2 separate regions of the Mus musculus genome follow, and region 1 is linked to region 2. The links are chromatin contacts, called in public HiChIP or PLAC-seq maps. All regions are on one chromosome and are shown on one strand. Each heading gives the region's core, a stretch centred on a gene start, on an enhancer-like site or on the middle of the called end of the contact. The rest is flanking DNA. Distances are from core to core; before and after follow the strand shown.

The links. HiChIP or PLAC-seq counts read pairs in DNA pulled down with a chosen protein or histone mark.
Region 1: a CTCF HiChIP or PLAC-seq map of CD8 T cells shows a contact between it and region 2, with 7 read pairs. The contact joins the promoter of Tmem62 here to the enhancer-like site in region 2. A contact is called at or near these places in 1 of 39 promoter capture datasets (macrophages), 1 of 15 datasets of contacts at CTCF or cohesin (CD8 T cells), 6 of 115 datasets of contacts at active chromatin or transcription factors (CD8 T cells, the SCID.adh cell line, bone marrow-derived macrophages and 1 more) and 3 of 9 other capture datasets (adipose tissue, liver and pancreatic islet).

What each region holds. Positions count from the first base shown.
Region 1 is chr2:120,973,984-120,978,940 of GRCm38.p6, reverse strand. It overlaps Tmem62 (transmembrane protein 62), which reads right to left and starts at 1,879. Exons shown (of 14, transcript NM_175285.3): 1 at 1,463-1,879; 2 at 1,131-1,242. The coding sequence starts at 1,642.
Region 2 is chr2:120,936,017-120,940,866 of GRCm38.p6, reverse strand. All of the region lies in intron 12 of Ubr1 (ubiquitin protein ligase E3 component n-recognin 1), which reads left to right. Among named protein-coding and RNA genes, the nearest start is that of Ubr1, 32 kb to the left of the region's middle. Within about 2 kb of position 1,741, at least 6 of the 459 cell types and tissues checked have an H3K27ac peak or open chromatin away from gene starts, as enhancers often do. A contact at or near this core is called in CD8 T cells, where this site is marked.

The DNA.
Region 1 (4,957 bases), core at 630-3,129, 38 kb before region 2:
GGTTAACAAGTGTTTGTGTAGTCTATAGCGATATTAGGAGTGAGTTGTGGGGGGAGGGGAATGACTTAAAGAGCCCACTACAATGGCCTAGAGAGATGGCTGCTCTTCCTGAGGTCCTGAGTTCAATTCCCTATAACCACATAATGACTCACAACAATTTATAATGAGATCTAGTGCCCTCTTCTGGCATGCAGGCAGAACATGATATACATAATAAGGAGAGAGAGAGAGAGAGAGAGAGAGAGAGAGAGAGAGAGAGAGAGAGAGAGAGAGAGAGAGAGAGAGAGAGAGAGAGAGAGAGAGAGAGAGAGAGAGAGGGAGAGAGGGAGAGGGAGAGAGAGAAAAGAGACACAGTACAAAATTCAATGAAACTCCTTTGTGTGATGTTGCAACATTGTAGCAAGTGCCTATTACCTATTGCAACAGTTGTTTTCCAACCCCTAAACCAGGATTTATGCTGTGACCAAGCATTATTTCAGAGCAAAAAACAATCTAGTTTGACCAATGAAATGCTAAAGTTTCTAGGAAGTAAACAGAACACCTGAAGCAGGGACTTATTCATTATCTGAGGACAGATACTTCATCTTAGTAAGAGACATGTTTCAGAAGGGTGAGTGACAGCCGAGCCACCCAAAAAACAGAACACAGAACACAACTCTTTGGAGCTTTTCCTACCCAACCTTTGGGCTCACACGTGCACAGGTTTGAAGAGTCCTCAAACAACTGAAAACATAACCTCCTTGTACAGAAAAATATAAGTCAGCAAAGGAGAGCTTTTGATTCCCGGTTATAGGGCACCCCCTAATATTCAAATTCATCAGGACATCATCACCATCAATACACGCGCACGTGCGCACACACCCACACATAAACACACACACACACAACACAAATATGGCAGACAACATCTGGTCGTAAGCATCACAAGCCTTATTCCTACTGAGAAAAACCTTGAGATGGCAAAGCATTTAGCCTGGATCCTGACTCCATTATCCACCACTTCAAAGGGCTCACTGACGGTCTAGGGCCAGAGTTGCCAACACCCTCAAGCGAATAGCTGCTGCCCATTCTACCATCAGGACCATAGAACACCACCACCGCACCGCACACAGCACAGGAATCCTTCCTACCAGTGGCCAGGACAAGAGCCGGTTGAATGATGTCAATAGTTTCCGAACAGAACTTCTCTAAGGCCAGCGCTCTGCCTGGATCTTGAAATCTGCTCAGGTGAATGTCGGATATCTGTCAAAAGCAGGCATTGGACAGACACGTTATCTGAGTCAGGAAGAGCCGCACCGACACGGGTGGCCCGTCAGCTCTCGGGGAGCGGAAGGGAAAGAAAAAGATGCCCTAACGAACCCCGGGGAAGGAGAGCCGAGCCTCCCGGCGGACTGCGACCGAGGCCCCCTGCTGGGCGAGCCCGCCCCGCGCTGTGCCCTCCCCTGGCCTCCCGCCACTTCACCTGCAGCCCCCAGAAGATGTTGTTGGCTTCCGAGCCCGGGGCGGGGTGCGGCCTCTGGGAGCCTCTGGGCTTCGGCAGCGGCGTAGTCGGCCCAGCCAGGCCGTAGTGCTCCAACAGCAGGGCGGCCACCGCGGCCGCCGCCAGCCCTGCCACCACCCGGACCGCCAGCATTCTCGCCATCTCGGCGCAGCCCCGGAGCGCTCCGGCCCGCACTTCCGGCCTCTGTGGCCTCCCGCCGCCTCCGCAACTCGCCTCAGCCCAGGCCTCCGCGCCGCGGCAGCCCGGTTGCCCGGCGTTTGACAACCTAGTGAGGACCAGGAAGAGCCAAGCGAGGGGGTGGCAGGGAGGCAGCTCGCCACCTGGCTCCACCAGGGTCTGGCATCCCTGACCGTGGTGCGACCTCAGCACCTGTAAAGCGAAGTTAATGACACCTTGCGTGCGTGCGGGGTGCTTGTGAGAATCAAAGTGAGTATCAGGACGCCTCTTAAAGTACAAATGCGACGGGCGGCTCACTCTGGCTCCTTCACGAATAACATAACCCCACAGGATTCCTTATCTTGTGGAAATTATCTTTTTCCTTAATCTGATTTTATATGTACTTGTTATGGTATTGTGGCACTGTAGTATACTTGTAAATTAACTTTTTCTATTGCCTGAAGCAGAATTAGAGTCTAGTCGTGGCCTTAATTTATCAAACCTACTTCTTTATTGTTGGCTTTCAACTCTTTAATATGTGTTGCTATTAAGAATAAACATTTTTATACAAATCGTGCTTTAAACAATATTTCCTTGGGATATATTGTCAGTGTTGTAATTTTTCAATCAGTTCAACATCTCTGGACTGTAATAAGCCATTGATGCAAACAGAAAACATAAGGGAGCATTTCCAGTGTGGTTCCCAGCACCTACATTAGAAGGCTTCTGACCACAAGCGCCAGGGAATACAACGCCCCCTTCTGTTCTCTATAGAGAATGCACTGGGTTGCATAAACCCACTTTCAGACACACATATAATTAGTACAAAAATAAAATATTTTTAGGTGGGTGTGATGGCACACACTTTTAATGCCAGCATTTGGGAAACAAACGCAGGAAGATTTCTGTGAGTTCGAGGCCAGCTTGGTCTACATAATGAGTTTCAGGACAGCTGGGACTATGTAGAGAGACCCTATCCCCCCAAAAAATTAATTACAATTTTTAAAAAGATTTACATGTTGATTTTATGTATGTGAGTACACAGTCACCCTCTTCAGACTCACCAGAAGAGGGCATCCGATCCCATTACAGATGGTTGTGAGCCACCATGTGGTTATGGGAATTGAACTCAGGATCTCTGGAAGGGCAGTCAGGGCTCTTAACTGCTGAGCCATCTCTCCAGCCCCTACAAAATATTTTTTAGAATCTTTATTGTTATCATATGGGTATGAGTATCTTGCCTGCATGTATGTCTGTGTACCATGTGTGTGAATTGCCCATGGAGGACAGAAGAGGGCACTGAATCCCTTCGCACTGGAGTTGCAGACTGTTGTGAAGGACTATGTAAGTGCTGAGAGCGGAATCTCAATCCTCTGTAAGAGCCACAAGTACTCTTAACCACTGAGGCACTTCTTCAGCCCTTAAAAATAAAATGTTAAAAAAATTTAACTGTAAAAGGAAAATAAAGATACTAGAAACAATTCACAATACAAACCTTTAAAATAAGCCAAGCTTAGTGGCTCAAGCCTTTAATTCAGCACATGGAGACAGAGACAGGATGATCTCTGAGTTAGAGGCCAGTCAAGGCTACATAATGAGATTCTGTCTCAAATAAAACAAAATTTTAAAAATCTTTAAAATGACACACACAACAGAATATCATACAATAACTAAAGTAAATTTGAAGAAAAATGTATGGGGTAAAAGTGTGTTAATAACAGGCTAATAAACTTCCTAAGATTTATAGTATGACACACTTAAGGCCAAGGACAGACCAATGCAAGAGCATAGAAGTGTAAGACTATATAGTATGTTTGTGGGAAATGTGAATAAACTTTAAGGTCAGAGATAACAATGGAGGTTAGGCTGACAAAAACATTTCAGGGTAGATTTCAGAAGAGATTTGTGTGGCATGCAAATTAAATTTCATACAATATACGTAGTATACATAGATAAGAGAGTCTCACAGCAATATATATAAGAAAGTTTCTTGAGATAAAAGTGGTGCCATGGGTGGAGAGGTGGCTCAGCGGTTAAGAGCACTGACTGCTCTCCTGAAGGTCCTGAGTTCAAATCCCAGAAACCACATGGTGGCTCATAACCATCCATAATGAGATCTGACACCCTCTTCTGCTGTGTCTGAAGACAGCTACAGTGTACTTACATAAAATAATAAATAATTTTTAAAAAGTGGTGCCATACAGCTATAATCCCAACTTGCAAGTTTGAGATATGATTTGAATTGCACCTTAGAGACATAAAAGTCAGGAGTTCAAGTCCAGCCTGGGCTACATAACACAAGAAGTAGAAAATTCTATGAAGTTTTATTTCATGGACAAAATTATTCATGCCATTCCACAAAGTGTTTAAAATATATAACAATTTTTTTTTGTTTTTTGAATAGAAATTAAAAGGTCAAACACAAGTTTTTGAAGAATATTATGAAAGAAAATCAGCATCATAGCCAGGGATGAATAATCTATTCATGAGATATATAGAAAGCATAGATACTTAACTGGGTGTGGTGGCACACACCTTTAGTCACAGCACTGTAGAAGAGAGCTAGCAAGTTCCAGGCCATGTAGGCTACATAGTGAGACCCTGACTAAAACAAACAAAACAAAAACAAACAACCGAGCACCCCACTGTTAAAAAGTATTATAGCAATCTCAACCAAAATTCAGCAGTTATTTTAAAAAGCCGGGCATGATGTGCTGTGCCTTTATTCCTTGCATTAGAATAGAGGCAATAAGCACAAGAATCCATAGCGAAGAAAGAACTCTGCAAGTCTGGATGGGCATTGTTACCTGAGGATACCAAACAGTAATAAACTCTAGGCCCGTGGTTGGGGATGCTGATGCCTAATGAGGCATTCACAATGGAAAGACTGTGTATGCTGATCCCTGACTCCCTTCCCCCTAAATGAAAGTGCTTTTGTATAGAAGAAAACCATGGGGTGAGAAGGGAGTTCACTTAGCTATTACCAAACACTGTACTATTGGAAACCAGGCATTCTGGGCTTTTGGTAGTGCCTCATTCATCTTTACAAACTTTATATAGGCATCTGTTTTATAGATGAGGAAGTCCAGTAAGTTTAATGCTCCTAAATTTAAAACCAAGTAGCAAAAATAAAATGTACTGAATCCCAATGAACAAATTTGCTTCTAGAAGTATATAGCCTCTATTATTTAATTATTATTAAATTAGTCCTCCAACAGGAAGGAAGGGTCCAATCACATCTGGTTAGGAAAACAGGAAGATATTAAAAATGCTTTCCTTAAAAGATGGGCAGATCCTTTA
Region 2 (4,850 bases), core at 492-2,991:
TCTTTACCCTGATGGCAGGCACAAGCAATTGTAATTGCCATATGCTAATGCAGTTGGCTCTGCATCCCGGGACTCAGCCTACAACTCAGAAGTAATAAAAGATGATCGGTTCTGTACTGAACTTGTGCAGTTTTTTTCCTTGATTTATTTCAAAACACTGTAGTCTAACAGCTGTCTATAGAACATTTGCTTTGTATAGGTATTAAATTGCCTGTGATGTATATGGGTTACTTGCAAATACTTTATTGTTTTAAGTATCTAGGGAATGGAGTCAGTCTCCCATGAGTAACACAAGACTTCTGTAAATGTCTTCAGCAAAGTCTTACTGAGTATAACCCAATGGCATAAAGATGGCGCTGAGGACTGAGGACAGGCCCGTCACTGCATGTGGGTCACCGTGCAGCTCCACACTGTAACTTCCACGCTTTGCACTTGCCCTTCACTTACACACTTCATGACTTTGTCCCCCTCATATACTCTTAGTGTCTAATAATCTGTTTATTTTTCTTTTTACTTTCCTTTTCACCTATATACCAGCCTTTTGATACTCATCAGAGTTCCCTTAATTAAATTTTTCTCCCTGAAGATGACTGAGAATTTTGTTTTAAACTAAAATTTGGGGCTGCTGGGATGGTTTAGTGGTCAAGAACATTGACTGCTCTTTCAGAGGTCCTGAGTTGAATTCCCAGCAATGGTATGGTAGCTTATGACCATCTATAAAAGGATGTGATGCCCTCTTCTGGCATGCAGACAGAGCAGTCATACATTCAATAAAACAAACAAACTAAAATTTGCAGGATAGAGAGATCATTCAGTGTTTACGGGCACATACTAATCTTGCAGAAGATCTGGGTTCAGTTCCTACTACCCACATCAGGTGACTCAAAACCATCTTTAACTCCAGCTCCAGGGATCTCACTGTCTCTCTGGTCTTTACAGGCAGTTGCAGACATGTGTGCAAACACATGCACACTCACCCAATACACATTGAAAAATAATTTTAAAAAATCTTAAACTAAAATTAGAATCACATAATAGAACTGTTCTGATCATTAAAATAAATTTTCATTTACTTTAGAAATGGTGAATGTTATAAAAATTCTGATAGATCAACTATTTAATAAATCATGGACATCAAAGAACTTCTTTTAGCATATATTAGAATAAAATATGTACTTAGTTTGCTGTTTTTAAAAAAGCCCTAAGATGGGGCTGGAGAAATGGCTCAGCAATTAAGGGCATTTGTTTCTCTTGCAAGGAACCCAAGCTTGGTTTCCAGCACCCACACATCATGCAATCGGAACTCCAGCTCCATGGCCTCCACAGCCACACACACACAATTTTTTTAATGCTCCCAGTCACATATGACTGGAAACAAGTTTTACCTACTTCTAATGCCTGTGCATAATAAGGAAGGTAAACGTTGTTGGTTGGCTTTTTAAAAACATTCTCAATCTCTCCATTTTACCAATGAAAACTCAGGAGTCAAAATCTGGGGTAAAAGCCTGCTAGCTCAGAAAGGCAGAGAAAGCAGCCAGCTCACCTTCCTCCTCAGCTGATACCAGAACTAATATCTCCTCTCAGGCCCTCTCTAAAAAGTTCCTTCAAGCTGAACTACCCTCCCTTCTATTTCCTGTGCATCTCTCTATCGGTCCTTTTGACCTCCCCTTACTTTCTATGGTTTTTCTTATTAATCCTATGTTCACTTCCTGTCATCTGGTTGTTTGCTCCACCTCTTGACCTATGGTTGACTTTTTAGTCCTGTGTACAACATTCAAAGAGGAAGCTCTTGGATTAAAGGTGTGAGCTAAGGTTGAGCCACACCACAACTGAAAACAGGTTTTTCTTGTAAACAGTCTTAGAGTTCACAATATGATCAAATATCCCGCAACCGTAAAGAAATGGGCTTCTAGTCCAACTTAAAAATAATTTAGTCTGTTTAAAAAGTGGGGTGAGGAGTTTAGTAGTTAAGTAGATTCAGTAGTTGAGTGTTTGCCTAAAATACCCAAAGCCCTGGGTTTGATTCTCAGCCCTGGAAAAAATAAATGAACAGATTTCTGGAAACTACAGTAGATTCTTGATATTACCAATTCTTGATTTTCAAGATTATCTCAAAATCTTTTATTTCAAAATGTCATTGTGTCTACAAGTTTTTTTCTTTAGAGTTTACTAAATTGTTAAATTTAGGAAATCACACCTCTAATATAAATACTGAAGGTGGGTAAGCCCAGTAGTGATTAGCATGGCCATTCGGATCTGTTCCTTTGTCAAACTGTATGTAAGTCACATTGTTCAGAATAGAACTTCCTAGTGGTTGTATTTGAAATGTCCGTGTTGATTCATTGATGAGCCATGGTCTACCTCACAGGGTAAAATGTAGTCACTGCAATAGTCTCATAACTGAGTTATTTTAGACAAAACTAACACAGCTTAAATAACCTGCTCAAAAACACGGGTCACTCTCAAACGGGCGCTGTGAAATGTGTTAGTAGTTCTCATGTGGTAAAGAACTTGGCTTATATTAACTTTATTTGAATATTGCAGCATTCTTATAAAGTAGGTAATCGTGACTTGTAGGTTACAGAGCTCCTGCGTGGTGGACCTGGAGTTTCAGCCTGTCTGTTATTTATCTGTACTGCTCGTAGTCCTTTTAGGACATCATGTATCCCCACAGAGGGCATAGAAAACAACAATGAAACCTGTTCTGAAACCAAAACAGTACTCAGAAATGGAGTTTAAGAAATAGTCACGAAGCCCTGTTTTCTGCTTCTTAATATACATTCTGCAGTTATGCCTTATTTTCTATATATGTGTTAATTCAGTTTTTCACAAAAGCTGCTTTTAAATCAGTAATTGCTACAAATACTGACGTATCTATAAGTTCTTTTAGGTCTCTGCAGTCTAGCCACTTACTGTACTTACCTGACTACACCTAAATATAAAGCAAACCCCTTGGGGTGTGTGTGTGTGTGTGTGTGTGTGTGTGTGTGTGTGTGTGTGTGTGTGTGTGGTGCTCTGTTGACATTGCCTAAGGGAAGTTTAGCTCTCTAAGAGTGAATCCCAGTTCTGAGTAGCCTTTTCTGAGCACTAGCAAACTTCTTGAAATCTTGTCCCTTTTGTGGCTTTCCTTATTTGGCTCTAGCTCCCCTTGTCCATTTAGAAAAAAACAATTCAATTGTTATTTGACATGAAGAAGCAGACAGCAATCATAGCTGCAAAGTCTTTTCTGAATTAATGTTCCTTTCTGCTGAACCCGGAGAATCATTTGTATGTCATGAAGTGAGCATAGTCCCCCAACCGCAATGCACCCAGTAAGGTCTCACAGGGAGGGACTAACACCTGTTTTGTTCTAAAGGACAAACCCCAGTTTGATTTTGTCACTCAAGTCTGGAAGGTATCTGATGGGGTATGTGGCTTCCTAATTTCTAACTTATATAGAAATAGAAAGTCGCCAGGCGTGGTGGCACATGCCTTCAATCCCAGCACTTGGGAGGCAGAGGCAAGCAAATTTCTGAGTTCGAGGCCAGCCTGGTCTACAGAGTGAGTTCCAGGACAGCCAAGGCTATACAGAGAAACCCTGTCTCGAAAAACAAAAACAAAACAACAACAACAACAAAAAGAAATAGAAAGTCGAAATTTTTTATTTAAACTTTGCTTCTATTAAGGAATGTTCCTTTTATTATTTTAACTGGTTTCTGTGTCCCATTTCTGGAAAGTGTAGCAGATCAAAACAAGTCACCCCATCCTTTCCTTTCGCTGTTATTTTTGCTACCTGTCCGTCTTGCTGTAGACCCTTTTCTTTTCCATTTCCTTCTCTTGCCCCTTGCATCCTTAATTGTTAGCTCAGCACTCGGGAATGAACTAGAAATGTAAATGTAACCTGTGTCAGTCAGAACATTTGAAATTATCCAAAGAGTTGTTGAATTGAAGATTCTTACTCAGTTTGCCCGACTAGAGTGCAAGAGCTGTTTCTACAAAGGTGGTGCTGTTTTCTGGACTACATTTTAAGTGATAGTTCTCATGACTTGCGTGACTTTTGTTTTTAACCTTTAATGAATGTTGGTTTGGTTTTTTTGGTTTTTGTTTTGTCTCTAAGAAATAATAACTAGCACATTTCAACTATTTGATAAAGTCCTGCTGATTGTATTTTTATTACATTTATTTGTTTTTTTTGTTTTTGTTATTTTGGTATGTGAGTGTGTGTGTGTGTGTGTGTGTGACACACACACACACACAGAGAAGGGAGAGAGAGAGAGAGAGAGCGTGCGCACATGAGACAGAGAATATCACACAGCATATGCGGTATGTGAAAGTAGAGGACAACTTGTAGGAGTCATTAGTTCTTAAACCATGTTGGTATTCAACATTGAACTCAGGTCATCTGGCTTATTGGCAAGCGCCTTTACCTGCTGAGCTATCTTACACGATCATCATCATCATCAATCATCAAGACAAGGTCCCTCTATGTAGTCCTGGAAATTCTGGACCTTGCTATGTAAACCAGGCTGTATGTAAACCAGGAACTCATAGAGATCTACCTGCCTCTACCTCCCATGTGCTGGGACTAAAGGGGTACACTAACAGACCTAGCTCATAATCATATTTTTATTTTTTAATGTATAGTTACCACATTGATGGCTATCTAAAAAATAGGAGAAATCAACCATAATCTGCATTGTTTTCCAATTCAGACTTTTTTCAGACAATTTACTATATGGTCTTCTGTGTTCTCTAGTTCTTCCTTTGGTACCTGTTTTTGCCTGTTTGTGTGTGGCTAACACTGGATTATAGTGTTCACTGTGTTTTCCCAGTATTCTTTGAATTTCAAAGATGGAGTAGATCTTATTCAT